Linked DNA regions of Macaca mulatta: region 1 is linked to region 2. The links are chromatin contacts, called in public Hi-C maps. All regions are on one chromosome and are shown on one strand. Each heading gives the region's core, a stretch centred on a gene start, on an enhancer-like site or on the middle of the called end of the contact. The rest is flanking DNA. Distances are from core to core; before and after follow the strand shown.

Evidence for each region. Hi-C and Micro-C count contacts between places; a contact is called where the count stands out from the background.
Region 1: a contact with region 2 is called in a Hi-C map of CD4 T cells, with 2.2 times the contacts expected there. The contact joins the promoter of PLEKHM1 here to the promoter of ARHGAP27 in region 2. A contact is called at or near these places in 2 of 14 Hi-C or Micro-C datasets (CD4 T cells and cortical neurons).

What each region holds. Positions count from the first base shown.
Region 1 is chr16:69,865,449-69,868,459 of T2T-MMU8v2.0, reverse strand. It overlaps PLEKHM1 (pleckstrin homology and RUN domain containing M1), which reads left to right and starts at 1,472. Exons shown (of 13, transcript XR_013406967.1): 1 at 1,472-1,572. LOC144335797 (a long non-coding RNA gene) reads right to left here. Exons shown (of 2, transcript XR_013406977.1): 2 at 1,475-3,011.
Region 2 is chr16:69,805,894-69,808,911 of T2T-MMU8v2.0, reverse strand. ARHGAP27 (Rho GTPase activating protein 27) reads left to right here and starts at 1,565. Exons shown (of 19, transcript XM_077972125.1): 1 at 1,565-1,873; 2 at 2,854-2,985.

The sequences.
Region 1 (3,011 bases), core at 223-2,722, 60 kb before region 2:
AAAATGAGTTTAATACCAAGAGAGTAGTTTGTGTCTATGTCCTTATTTCTAATCTTCCTGCTCAACCATTAACCGCACTAAACACACTCAGACCCATCTAGTCTAAAATTGAGAAGGGGAGGTTCTCACTCCTGGAGAATTACTGAAAGGGTGGCCCTCATACAGTCCGGAGTCACACTCCCAAGTGCTGGTTTTATACTTGAAAGCAGACAGCAGGACTCTGACCTTTGCAGAGATAGGAGGGACACCTTCCTACCCAGAGAAGCCAAAAGAGCACAGGACGCCCAGGCCGAGGGCAGTGAAGCTTGCTTCCAAGAACTGGTCCATTCCCCAGCCAACCCCTGTGCCCACTTAGGACTGGCATGTAGCAGCACCTCTCCTCATCCACACTCAGGCCCTAGGCTCCCAATTGACCAAAGCCTGCAAGGATAAAGTGTCCAGAGCATGGGTCCCTGCCAACACTCCCTGCCCTGCTCTTCACTAGCTGTGGTCACCACTGATGACATTTTGTCCCGAGTTCATCTGAAAGAGCAATGTCACTTTTGTGTTAGAAAGGAGACATACAGGCCAGGTGTGGTGGTTCATGCCTGTAATCCCAGCGCTTTGGGAGGCCGAGTCACGAGGATCGCCTGAGGCCAGGAGTTGGAGACCAGGCTAGGCAACACAGTGAGACCCCGTCTCTACAAAATAAATAAATTTTTAAAAATGAAAAAATTAGCTGGGCGTGGTGGTGCACGCGTGTAGTCCCAGCTACTTGGAGGCTGACGTGGGAGGTAGTCAGCCGCCACAGCACTCCAGTCTGGGCGACACAGTGAGACCCTGTCTCAAAGACAAAAACAGAAAGGAACAAAGAAATCCTCTACATGGCTAGAAGAGAATAACCGGGCCCCTAAGCTTCGTGCCAGGCGGTGCTAATGGGCGAGTTACACACGGGAGAGTGCCCAAGGGGACCTCAAGGCGTTCCCTTGGGATAAGGCATGGTCAAAACAGCTATGTTTATCCTGAAGCGAAAGGCGGAGGCTCCAGTTTGGGTCCCGGCTCCGCCCCAGGGGCTGCACTGCTGCCCTCGGGGAGGCAAAGATAGGGCAGGCGTTGTTAGTCCCACTCACAAGTGGGAACTCTTCAACTGAGGGAGGCGAAGTGACAGCCCCAAAGTTGCATAGATGGTTCTGAGGCCAAACGAGGTCAGGAACCCAGAAGCCAGGATCTAGTTTGACGTAGACCTGCGGGAGGCGGGCGGTAACCGACGCGTTCCCCCGACACCGGTGCCTTGGCCTATTTGCGCCCCGCAGGCGCTCCCGGTTCCCCAGCCTCCTACACCTCGCATCTGCCCTGGGGCTCAGCTCCCAGGGACTTCCGGGAGCAGCTGGCCCCGCCCCAAGGCTCCTTCGGGCCGCGCGATTGGCACGGCGGGCCGGGGGCAGGGCCGGAGCGCCGAGCCAACGTGATGGCGTCAGGGGCCGCGGGCGCCGCTTCCTGTTGTCAGTGGCCGAGAGGCCGCATCGTCTGCTCCGAGTGCTGAGGAGCTGCCGCGGCCGGGAGCGCCCCCAGCCTCGCTCCTCGCTCCGCTTGGTGAGTTAGGGGGTCAAGATGCGAGGAGGGCGGCGGAGGGGCGGCGGGGCCGAGGCGCGAACGGGCGGTGGGCCTCCTGCTCCCTCCGCGATCCCCAGCGCCTGGTTACCCTGAGACTGCCCGGCTTCAGAGCCCTCAGCTCTGCCCAGCCTGCGCCCGCCCCGCTCCCACCCAGCCTTCCCCCTGCACCGCCGCTGTGGCCCCGTGCCCCACGTCTGTCCAGCCCCCAACCCGCGCCCGCATTCCCTCACCGGCGGTCTTGCTTAAATGCAGCTTCACTCGTGACCCCACTTTACCTTAGTTCCAACCCCGATCTCGGCCACGTCTCTTCGCCCCGCCCTGACACATCTCATCGTCTCTCCCGACCCCTCTGGTAATCACGATGCTCCTCGCTCACGTCCCCAAGACCCACCATTCAGGTTTCCCCTTCTCTGGCTCAGCTTTCTTATCCCAGTCACCCCCATCCCCTGTCCAGCTCCCCAAGATCTGCTCATCCCAAACACTCTACCTCTGCCTTCTCATCTAAGACCCACCCCCAAAGTAAGTGCCCTGTTGAGCTCACCGCTTTCTTCTGGATAACTCCGATCTCAGCCTTATTCCAAGTCTTAACTGTGTCTTCTCGTCCTTAGTCTCCTAGCCCTCTGTATACCTTCCTTTGCGTCTCCTGCCGTACTGAGGACACCCCATCCCTAAGTCTTTGCCAAACTATCCCTAACTCTTGCTGCCTCCTTTCCTACCACCCTCACCCAATCTTGTTAAAAATGGCATCTCCATGTCCTTTCACCCCCGCTGACCGACCGCAACTCTTCACCCCAACTCTGCGTCCATTCCTTCCCTGGACCCAACTCCCATTCAACCTGAGAACTTTAGTGCAGAGTCTCCTGCCAACTCCACCAGCTGCCCCTCAACAGCCAAATGTAGGTGCTCACTCAGACCCTCAGTTAGAGACTGAGCAGCATGATTGGCGGGTGTAGGGGCTCAGGTGGTAAATAAGGGTGGAGGAACAGTGGGCTCTCCCCAACTCTTGGGTGGGGCCAGGGTTTTTCCTGGCATCTGGTCTCCTGTACCTGTCCTCAGGGACTGTGTTTCTGGCATTTATATTAAATGACTTGTGCTGGCTGCTGGAATGGTAGGTATCATTCAAATATCTGGAAGGTGAGAGATGGCCACTTACTCAGCTCACTTAGCACAGAATGATGGAAGCTGTCACTTCCTTCTGGCTGGTGTTCTGGCCCTGGAGAGCCTCTGGGAAGTTCTGCGTGGTGTTGGCTGTGGTCACAGAACATTGTTCATGTTCCTTTTCCTGTAAGGAACTTGTAAGGGCCTCTCCCTGCCAGAGCTGATGGCAGATCAATCCTGATGCTGAATTCAGGGGATATGATGGGTGCCAGAGGCAGTGTTACCTGTTGTGAAGAGTATAGGTGAGTAGATCCTGGGGA
Region 2 (3,018 bases), core at 316-2,815:
AGTCATAATAGCTGATATAGCCAGGCATGGTGGCTCACACCTGTAATCCCAGCATTTTGGGAGGCTGAGGAGGTTGGATCATCCAAGGTCAGGAGTTCAAGACCAGCCTGGCCAACATGGTGAAACCCCGTCTCTACAAAAATACAAAAATTAGCTGGGCATGATGGTGCATGCCTGTAATCTCAGCTACTGAGGAAGCTGAGGCAGGAGAACCACTTGAACCCGGAGGCGGAGGTTGCAGTGAGCGGAGATCGCGCTGCTGCACTCCAGCCTGGACGACAGTGAGACTCCGTCTTAAAAAAAAAAATAGCTGGCCGGGCGCGGTGGCTCACGCCTGTAATCCCAGCACTTTGAGAGGCCGAGGCGGGCGGATCACAAGGTCAGGAGATCGAGACCACGGTGAAACCCTGTCTCTACTAAAAATACAAAAAATTAGCCGGGCGCGGTGGCGGGCGCCTGTAGTCCCAGCTACTCGGGAGGCTGAGGCAGGAGAATGGCGGGAACCCAGGAGGCGGAGCTTGCAGTGAGCTGAGATCGCGCCACTGCACTCCAGCCTGGGCGACAGAGCGAGACTCCGTCTCAAAAAACAAAAACAAAAACAAACAAACAAAAATAGCTGATATATTGTGTGCGCTGGGCATGTGGTAAGCACTGCTTAGTGGACCTCATTTAATCCTCGCAATAATCCAGCGAAGTGGGTGTTACTATCCCGTTGATAGGAAAGAAAACTGAGCTACCGAGATAAGGCAGAGCTCCCAAGGCCTACCAGCCGCCAAGCAGCAGAGTGGGGCATCATACCAGCCTGACCCCACCAAAGACCATCGCCAGTGCCAGCGCTGCCTGGCTGTGCTGCAGGTGGGGAGGCACCTAAAAGGTAGGGAGGGAGAGAAGATATTTTCTAAGCATGTCAGGCACCAAAGACCAATGCCAAGTTCTGCTGTGTGCCTACCCTGGAGGGTCCCAAGGTGCCACCAAGCCTCAGACACACTGAGATTCTCAGAGGAAGTGGGGACTCACGGGTGGACAATGCCTAGCAGGGGCAAAGATACAGAGGTAAGGGAGTTCCAGAATGAGCCTGGCCAGATTCAGCTTCCCACCCAACCCTGGACCCCCAGGAGGTGGTGTCAAGAGGGGCCATGGCCTGGGGTGCGGGCCCCTCTTCCTCCCAGAACACTGGCCTGAATCAGCCAGCTCCTGGCACACACAGCCAGGTCCACAGGCACAACTGTTCCTTGGGGCCCCTGAGGGTGGGGGATCTGCTGGGGCTGTGGCTTGTAACGTCTGGAGTAAGTGCAGGCTCAGATCAGGGCGAGGCTGCTTGTCCAGAGAGGCAGAAAATTCCCAAACAGAAAACCCCCAAGGCGAGGACCCTGGGGCTGGACTCCTGGAGGTGGTTCTGAGCTTACCCTGTGGACGGATTGGAGGGTGGCCCCCCTAACCCACAAGGATCAAGAGGGGGTGGGGGATGGTGGGAGGGCAATCTGGCCAGGAGAAGCTACGGGGGAGGCTCCCGCCCTCCCCAGTCCCACCGTCTCAGCCCCGCGGCCTCTTCCTCCCTGGAGACAGCCAGGTGTGGCCCAGGATCCCGGGAAGTGCAGGGGAGGGGATGGCGTCTTTGCTCGTCAGGCGCTGGCCCGGCCCAGAGGGGACAGGAAGCCAGGACACCGGGGATTGTCTCTCGCAACCACAGCCCAGCCCCAGTCCGGGAGGAAGTTCTGCCGGGCGCTCTCCGCCGGTGCCTCCCTGGTTATATTGTTGAACAGGAAACCCGGCAGCGCGGGAGTCGCACGGTCGAGGAGGGAGCGCGGGACGCCGAGCCCACGCGCGCCTGCCGGGGCAAGTGGAGGCGAGGCCGGCGAGCGGACGCCCCGAGGTGCCCGGGCAAGCAGGGTCAGGAGTGGGGCGCCGAGCGGGATTTGGGGTGGGAGGTGGGGTGGGGGTAGGGAAAGGGGCAGGGTGGGGGAGGGAAGGGTGCGGCAGGTGGCGGGTCCGCACCCGGTAGCTCCGCGCGCCTGCTCCCCTTGTCTCCGTGCTGGGGCGGGAGCTGCGCGGGCCGCATCCCACGGGGAGGAGAAGGTAGGCGAAGGGCTGCCCTCCATCTGGGGGCGGGAGGAGAGCAGGCCCAGGCTCCCAGCGCCGACCCAGGCGTTGACGCCGCTGTAGCTTGGGCAGTGGATGCAGGGGACCTCCTGGCTCCTGGTGCGCTCTCGCGCTCCAGGGATCCTCCCTGCTCCCCCAATCCCTCCCCTTCTCTGTGTTTCCCCAGGGTCGGGGAAGGAACCGAGGCCGGGTCCCCTTCTTATCCAGCCCGAGACACGGAGCTCCAGTGGGCGTCCCTGTGCTGGGAATCCCGCTCGGAGTTTTTCCAGGCCTGGCCGGGATGCCTCGGGAAAGGCCCTGGTGAGGGAGGAGGTGGGCCCGGAGCGGGCGGGTCTGCAATCCTGTTGGAAGGGCTCGCAGTGGGTGATTCAGGGTGCAAATGACCTCCCCGGGAACGGGAACGCCCGCACGAGACAACCAGCCCCAGCCCGGCATTCCCAGAGCCGCGCACGGGAGGGACGCAGGGACTCCGAGACAGCAATCGGGGGGGGGGGGGTGGAGGGGGGCAGGGGGAGGGCGGAGCAGGGGCGGTCCCACTCTCCTTGGGCTCCACTCACGACCCGCCAGTGCCCCTTCAGACGCAGCCGTCGCGGCTCCGGGTCCCGGCCTTCTGCTCTGGGCCTCGTCCCAATGCCCCCCGAGGTCCCCAGCAGAGGCATTCAGGCTCCTCCTCGCCCCGCCCAGACACGGCTGCTTTGGGTATCGGTGACAGCACTCCTTAGCGTCCCTGTCCCTCTTTGCTCCATTTGCCAGCTCCGGTTCCGCGCAGCCTCTCCGGCCTCGCCCCTGGAAACCCCGCCCAGGGCGATGGTAGGGGCCTAACCTGCTGCCACCGCCGGCTCCGCCCACCCAGCCCATGGGCTCCCTGAGGCCCGCCCAGCCGACGTGAGTGCGCTGCGGGGTCCAGGGGGAAGGGGC